2 separate regions of the Mus musculus genome follow, and region 2 is linked to region 1. The links are chromatin contacts, called in public Hi-C maps. All regions are on one chromosome and are shown on one strand. The core of a region is the stretch at or near the end of the contact, and the rest is flanking DNA. Distances in the headings are between cores, read along the strand shown. Region 1 has its middle 20 kb from the start of Gm839. Region 2 holds the start of 4930512J16Rik (RIKEN cDNA 4930512J16 gene).

What was found. A called contact is a pair of places that touch in the nucleus more often than the background predicts.
Region 2: a contact with region 1 is called in a Hi-C map of cerebral cortex, with 1.6 times the contacts expected there. The contact joins the promoter of 4930512J16Rik here to the enhancer-like site in region 1. A contact is called at or near these places in 3 of 484 Hi-C or Micro-C datasets (CD8 T cells, cerebral cortex and liver) and 3 of 115 datasets of contacts at active chromatin or transcription factors (embryonic stem cells and epiblast stem cells).

Annotation. Positions count from the first base shown.
Region 1 is chr6:89,233,713-89,237,878 of GRCm38.p6, forward strand. No RefSeq gene overlaps it. Among named protein-coding and RNA genes, the nearest start is that of Gm839, 20 kb to the left of the region's middle. Within about 2 kb of position 2,074, at least 52 of the 459 cell types and tissues checked have an H3K27ac peak or open chromatin away from gene starts, as enhancers often do. A contact at or near this core is called in cerebral cortex and liver, where this site is marked.
Region 2 is chr6:89,283,667-89,287,577 of GRCm38.p6, forward strand. It overlaps 4930512J16Rik (RIKEN cDNA 4930512J16 gene), which reads right to left and starts at 2,059. Exons shown (of 4, transcript NR_131021.1): 1 at 980-2,059.

The DNA of each region.
Region 1 (4,166 bases), core at 824-3,323:
CCCTGTGGCTCTTGGTGTCACATTAATCTCCTGTATGAAACCGGGCATTGCCAATGTTGTCTTTTCTTCCTCTTAAAGGAAACTCAAGTCACACCAAAGCTCAGCAGATAGGGTTCAAAGTAAGAAGAGCACACGTCCAGAACACAGCAGGCCCATTCCCAGTGTCTTAGTTAGGGTTTTACTGCTGTGAACAGACACCATGACCAAGGCAACTCTTATAATGGACAACATTTAATTGGGGCTAACTTACAGATTCAGAGGTTCAGTCCATTATTATCAAGGTGGGAGCATGGCAGCATGCAGGCAGGCATGGTGCAGGCAGAGCTGAGAGTTTCTACATCTTGTTCTGAGGGCAAACAGAAGACTGGCAGCTTCCAGGGTGAAGGTCTTAAAGCTCATGCCCACAGTGGCACACCTACTCCAACAAAGCCACACCTCCTAATAGTGCCGCTCCCTGGGCCAAGCATATGCCATCATACTCAGCATCTGTGTTATTACCATGTATTAGTAATAAGCCACTGAAAGATCATTTGATCTTTATGAGTCCCATCCCACACTCATCTTGACAACTTGTGCCTACCAGCTCTTGGACTTCATGCTGTGCGTATAAATCTCCACTCTAGAACTTCTCCCAGAGATCTCTTCACACATATGACTCTCCAGCTCTTACAATCTAACTTGCTACAGGTTGGAAAGTTTGGAAAGCTCACTGGTACTGGAGACAGAGGTTCTCATGTACACCAAGGTCTGAGAGCAAGTTGGTTCTGCTTTCCCATGATCCTCTGTGAGTCATTCCTTCCCACCTAGGGACAGTACCTATCATAAGAACAACCTAAGCAGGAGGGGACTTTCAAAGATGCTCCTATCCCTGGCTTGCAGAGCATGCCCAGATGGCAGAGGGATGGGTGCTTTGAGCTCATCCCTTCATTCTGTCTCTACTTGTTCTTCTTAGAAGGACCTTGGGTCTTCATGTGTCCTTTGTGGATCAAGCTGTGTGTGCTGCCCTCCAAGACCACACCTGATGGCTGTTTTCCTCTTGCTCATCTTTGCTTCAGTTGCGCCACTGAAGATCCTGCTTGGTTCCAACAAGAACCTGGGCCTCCTTTACAGATCACACCACTGGCTAGATCAGCCCAAGATGTTCCTGGGCTGTCTGAGGCCTCCAGCACCAGCTAATCTCCTGAAAGATGGAGGCTGGGTTGGCACACCTTGGCATCAGAGTAGCAGATGGACTGGGACTGTTCAGGGCTCATTGTGTCCAGTTACAGTTCCTTTTTCCTTGGGGCCAGTGGTTCTGACGCTCGTCTTCTGGGGAAGCCTGGAAGTGCTTCAACAGATATTTCTGTTTATGTTTTCAAAGAGTGAACTGCATTCAGAGAAAAGTATGAGATAAACAATCGCCCAGGTAGTACAAGCCACTGAGAGACAGAGAGGAGAACCGCTCAAGGGCATTGCTCCACAGAAGCTAGGTATCACCTGATGTGCAGGCTAATTCCACCCTACCTGTATGGATGCCACATGCTAAGGTCCCTTTGTGTCCACCACCCCCCCCCCGGCCACTCCCCAAGCTTCTCCACACTCTCTCCCTGCCCCCTCCATATCCTTTCCACGTGCCCTCCATGTGCCTGCTTCTCTCTTCCATCCCACTTCATGAGTTCAGATACTCCCCCCATCCTTCCCCATGCATGTGGATAGAGTGAGGCACAGGGAGGTGAAGAACTGGTCATAGGCTACCCAGCTCAGTAGCTTAAATCTAGGTGGCCTCCCACAGCACGATCCCATCCGCCCTACCCTTCTGCTTGGCCTTTTTGGCCATCAGAGGGACGGAGACAGTGCCTCCATCAGGGGCACCGAGTCCCAGGCAGGCAGGAGAGTGTGGCTCCTCAGTGTCCTCCCAGACTATGGTTGTGTGATACTGGCAGCAGAGGTCGCAGCCCTGGTGTCCAGCCCCTTTCCAGACACGGGTGTGTTTTATGGCTTAATTAAACAGAGAGGAGCATAATTGACGTGCAGCCCGCTGGGCGCTGCCGCTTCCTGGCTCTTCCCCCGTGACTCAGATGCCGAGTGTGGGCTAATAGATTCGCAACGCTGATCGCTGCTCCAGACCCACTTAGCGAAGCTCTGGGAAGCTCTCACCGCCCTGGGATTGAATTGAATTGCTTTTCATTTCTAACCACGACCCATAAATCCCTCACACATCAGCCCCCGCAGAGAAGCCTCCAGGCTCAGGTCTCTCTGCCCGCCCCAGCAGTTAGCGGGACGGCTGCCTTGTAGAAGAACCACGCTGGCGCAGGGTCAGCTGCACGTTCACGGCCTGGACAAGCATCAGCATAAGGTCAGCCAGACTGGAAACTAAAGAACCGGCCCACGGTCCTTGTGGCAGCCGTGGCTTATGCTTCCCTGGGTCACTTTGGACTGAGGTATCTTTCCCACTGAGGGGGGGGGGGGGGGAGAAAACGAAAAAAAAAACAAAACAAAAACCAACCAGCCAAACAACAAAACTGAAGCAATACTCACTCCACACCAGGGGCAGTGGAGCAACTGGGACTAAAGGCGACCAAAGGTGACTAAAGGTGAAGTACTTCCAGCATGACAGACATGCTCTAGGGACTAGGACCTTGTTTGTGAGACTGTAACACGTTCCTGCCCACTGAGAGGTGGTTTACCAATGGAGAGATGCAGACGAGGCGGCGGGATAGCACCGCCAAGACAAAGAAAAGCCCAGCAAGTACAAGCTCAGGCTGTTTGACAGGGGAGGGGCTGAAGCCTAAAGGACCAGTGAGAGCCGGAAGGCCAGAGACAAGACACACAGGGTCAAGGCTCAGATCAGTACTGCTAGAAAGAGACCCGAGGGACCAGCCAAGATCAGATGGAGAGGAAGGGACAGGTTTCTTTGCCACTCCCAAAGGCTAATGGGAGCACACTGTGTATGCCTTTTTACAGAACCACCCAGTGCACTTCCTCAGGCCTCACCCCAGCCCTGCCTGTCTCTCCATGCCACTCACCATCAACATCCTCCTCCTTTGTCCTTCCTCTCTCCAAGGCCATGCTTTCCAGCAAACCCATACCTCCTACACCCCAGCTCTAAACTAGGATTTAGAAGAACCTTGTCCCCTCCTGCAAACATCTCAGCAAGCGGCCATCAGACTTCAATTCTCCGTCATCTCCTACAGAAAAGCAGAAAGCACACATTTCCCTCTTTGATTCTCATGCCCTAGCTGCCCTGCTTCTTGTAGCCCCAGAACCCTCTCTCTTCGTGCATCGTCCTGGGGTGACATCAGTGTGGCCAATGGGGTCCATGCTAATGGGATCCAGGCTCTGTGCTTTGGCGTTGAGGGGCCAGGACTTCAGGAATGTGTCATGTCCTCTCTGGACCACAGCTGCCACTCCTTGGGCTGCATGGCTGACAAGCAGCTGGGACTCCAAAGGACTCTGTGATGCGGGACAGTCAGCTCCGAGGTGAGGACCCAACATGGGCAGTCCTGGGTGTGGTCATTCCTAACTACCTGACGTTCCTTCCAAGTCTGCTTTGTCAACACTGACGTGTCACATGGTCCTGGCTAGACAAGAGACCCTGGTTTCATGCTTCTCTGGCTCAGCTCTGTGATGGCCACCTATATTCTGTGGCCCCATCTTTGCTGTCTAAGGGAGATATCAGCAGGCTTCATCTTGCCCTGTGGCCAGCCATGCTGGCCACACGCTAGAGTCTCCTTGGCAGAGTGCCTGGTGTTCCTGCCTGTGGAGGTTGATCTCATCCCTAGGCAGTAACCATGGAAACAGGGCTAGGAGCAGCTATAGCTTATGTGAAGATGAGGTCTCTCAGTGCTCTTCACCTGAGCTGCCACTGACTCCCCAGCCCTGCAAATTACCCCTTCTAGTGTCCTCGAAAGAACGATGACATCCACCCTCTCTTGGGGAGGTATTCTGACCCATCCCCAATACCTACCAATTTGCAGCCTCTGTTACCCACATGGGGGTACTTTAAAAATTCTAAAGTGAATGTGTTTGCACTTGTTAGCCCATTGACAAGTCGCACCTTGCTTGCTCCTCGGAGAGGGCCAGGGATTTTCCCACAGTTCACGGAAAATTTGAATTCAAGCCCTTGTCTCCTCTCTCCATCTCTGTAGGTCCAGGGCATTGTGGGGAAGGTAGAGAGAGACATCATT
Region 2 (3,911 bases), core at 809-3,308, 50 kb after region 1:
TGCACGCGTGCGCATGCACATTCTCACACATATACCATGCAGTGTTCTCACTTTCCCAGATTCTTCTTTCCTAAACACACGGGTGCTCAGGGGTTCTGCGGAGGGTCAGAGATTGTCACTCTCTGAAGCATGGGCCCTTTCTCAACTGTTCTAGTGATGACAGCCTTGTAAGACTTTGGTTTGTTCTAGGAATTCAATGGTGGCTCAGTATTAATAGTAAGAGCATGACAGTGATAATTTAGAATCTGAGGTCTACTCCAGATTAAGGGTCAGAACATTTATGCCATAAAAATCTGAATGACAAATGTCAGGCGTTACCAGCCATATGCAACCTTTGTTGCAGATTGTAGCACGCATCTTTAAGTAGAAGGGTGCTCTCAGCTCACAGAAACAAGCCACCTAGATTATGTCTTTGTATCTGCCAGCCCCTGATCTTGACAGATATATGAAAAGTACTTATGAAATAACATATATTTTTCCTAATATAACTGGTGACAAGCTAAAAATGAAATAAGAAGTTTCCAGACTGTGAGAAGCGTTACCTACTTTAAATTAGAAGCAAAACTCACTCTTAATGTAACACAGTGGGAGAGTTTCCACTGACTGTACTCAGAGAAGAGTCAGGTATGTTAGATATTGCTGACACCATTGTTCCAAGATGCCTTGGAAGTTCAAGCCAGTGCCATAAGACAAGAAAAGTAAATAAAATTTTACAACTAAAACATAGAGTGATTAAATTATCTTTGATAGAATTAATTGAATGACTACTGGAGGTATGGTATTTTATTAAGTTAGCTGCACAAAAATCAACCTATAGTTAAGCTTTAGTATGTATTTGGGGGGGGGGGGCACTTCCAGACCTAGCTTGGTTGGATATTAAAATACTAGGAGTACTATGGAGATTTTCCTGAGAGCCCCGAGTGTTTTCAGCAGCCTCCCTACCAGGCAGAAGCAGATATGGCCTCTCTAGCTCTCTCACCTGTGAGGAGGCTTCATTCTGGGAGTTTCTCACTCCCCAGCCTGAGTCCTCTGAGCCCACTGCCACAGGAATAGAAGGGACGAGGAAGTTCTGCTAAGCCCCGGCAGCATGCATTCCTCTGGACTTGATGGCAGGAGAAGGCCACCTGTGCCACAAGGGTGAGAGCAGATGCTTCTCTGTAAGAAAATCACCTTCTGTAACAACAAAGGAAGGAAAATTAGTCCTGTGCAGAGAAAGAAAGAATTCAGTCCCCATGCAGGCCGTTCTCGTTCCTCTCCTGGTGTGGCATCTCCATTGTCATTGATATCTTCATGGCAGCTCTTCTTCAGGCCTGTCAAATGGAACTCTTTTTGCTAGTAGAACATCTAGTTCTTCTGAAATCCAGTCCCTTGCTCAGGAGCTGCTCTTAGAGAAAACAATTAGTGAACAATGAACGGCTTGTGCCAGCCCCAACTGGATCATACCAGAACAGAACAGCTCAGATTAGATGAAAAACACCAGAATACAGCATATAAGCCCCCTTTAGACCAATCCAGACAAGGCTAGAACTCACCAGAATTAACCAGCCAAGACCAGCTCATATCAGACCAGACCCAGCTAGACCCTACCAGCACAGACCAGACCAAAGAAGAATAAACCAAGCCAAAACAGACTAAACAGAACAGAACAGGTTAGATTTGACTAATCCAGACCAGGCTAGAACATACCAGCACAAGCCAGACCAGACTAACTTAACCAATCCAGACCAAACCAACTACACCAGAATAGTTTAGACTAGATTAGATCAGGGTAGATCACACTACTGTAGGCCAGACTAGACTAGCTTAGACAATACAAGAATAGACCAAACTGGGCCAGGTTAGACCAAACCAGACGATACTAGAGTAGACTAGCCCAGTAAAACTTAGACCAGCCCAGAAGTTAGACCAGAATAGACAAGCCCAGGCCAGCTTAAATGAATATAGGCTAGACCTAGACCAAATTAGACCAGCCCAAACCAAATAAAACTATATCAAGCCAGACCAGATCCCAGCAGTCCAGTCCAGATTAGCTTTGACCAGAACATTCTACTCAGTTCTTGGTCATGTGATGTGGGCTGGGTCCCAAGGGCTGGCTGTATCCTACACACAGCTCACTCCAAAGGTCAGAACAGGTGACTGGAGGTCACAAGTGGATACAATCTGCAAGTTTGTCTGGGCCACCACTGTTGAGCCATTGTTCCTATTTAGACATTAGTCCCCAACAGTGCTCCCCGATACACACACCAGTCTAACCTCTCAGAAAGGAGGGAGGCCTGGAAATGTGACCCCTGGCCCACCCCCTTACACACAGGCCCACCTGGGTGGCAGCATCCACAGATTGCTTCCTTTGAGCCGGGTCCCTGCTGTTCCCGATGTCTGAGAAGTGCTGGTTTCACTGAGATCCCAGCCCCCGCCACGTGCAAGCGAGGCAGGCTTCCTGCTGAAATCAAAAGAGGAAGAGGGACCTGGCGGCTGGCTTTTACCTGCTCATCATTTCAACCCCCCTCTGGGAAGCGTCCCCTTTCCCACTGCAAAGTGAGCACCAATCCAGGTGGAACATAATGAGGGGCGAGAGAGAGAGAGAGAGAGAGAGAGAGAGAGAGAGAGAGAGAGAGAGAGTGTGTGTGTGTGTGTGTGTGTGTAGAGAGAACTGAGACAGGATCAAAGATACCAACCAAGGCTGAGGCCAGGGTGGTGAGGCCTCCCCGCCCACTGCCCTGAGTGCTCCATCTCCTGGGGACATAGTGGCCTCCTCAAACGCATGGGCTGGGTCAAGTTGTGCAGGAGGGCAGGGTCCTCATGTTGGGGACTTCCACAGCGCAACTTTTCTCCTTCAGCTTTGCCTTCATAGTTGGAGAGCAATGGCATGTTTCTCTCATATCCTGCAACCTCCATGATGACAAGAATCTCAGTCTAGGGGCTAGAGAGATGGTTCTGCAGTTAAGAACACTGACTGCTCTTGTAGAAGACCCTGGTTTGGTTCCTGGCACTTACATGGCAGCCTACAGCTGACTGTAACTCCAGTGCCAGGGGATCCAACACCAATACCCTCTTCTGGCCTCCAAGGGCACATGATGCACATACACACAGGCAGATAAATACACACACACACACACACACACACACACACCCTTTCAGCAGGCTGGAGGACATAGTGCCTTTTATCCATCAGCAGACAGATGGGAGGCAAGCTGACACTCACCCTCAGTGGTGTTGCCCAAGGCCCCCAGACTGAGTTTACTCTGAGATGACCTCATTCTGTCTTCTCAGTTTGAGATTTAGTTGCCAGGGCAACAGTGTAAGGGGTGGAGCTTAATGGGCGGTGCTAAGGACAGAGGGTTTCTAGCCTCAGGAAGACAGGATTTTTAACACAGCTGGTTTTGGTGTGCTGTCTTGTCCAAAGCTGGATGAGGCAGAAATAGCTCCCAACCTTGAACTTCCCAGCCTTGAAACCAGGAGAAATGCATTTCTTTTTCTATACATAGCTCTTCCTGCACCAGCAGAGAGAACACACGCCCCTTCATGCAGTCTTCATTCACACTTTACTACCTACACTTTCACTGTCTAAGGGGCAGGTCATGAGAGACACCCACAGACGTTAAACATTCTGGCTGTTACATGTGTGTGTGTGTGTGTGTATGTGCATGTGCACGTGCACATGAGACGAAGTCAAAGGTCAGTCTTGGGTGTTGTCCCTCAGGTGCCATCTACCTTGTTTTGTGAGACTGGGTTTCTCATTGGCCGGGAGCTCTCCAAGCCCAGAGCAGATTACAAACACATGCTACCATTTCCAGCTTTTTCTTTTTTTTAAGCGTGGGTTCGGTTCTGCAGGTTGAGCTAATATCTCTGTGCTTGTAAGCCATCTCCCCATTCCTCTTGTTTAGCTTTGCTATTTGAGACAGGTGCTCGTT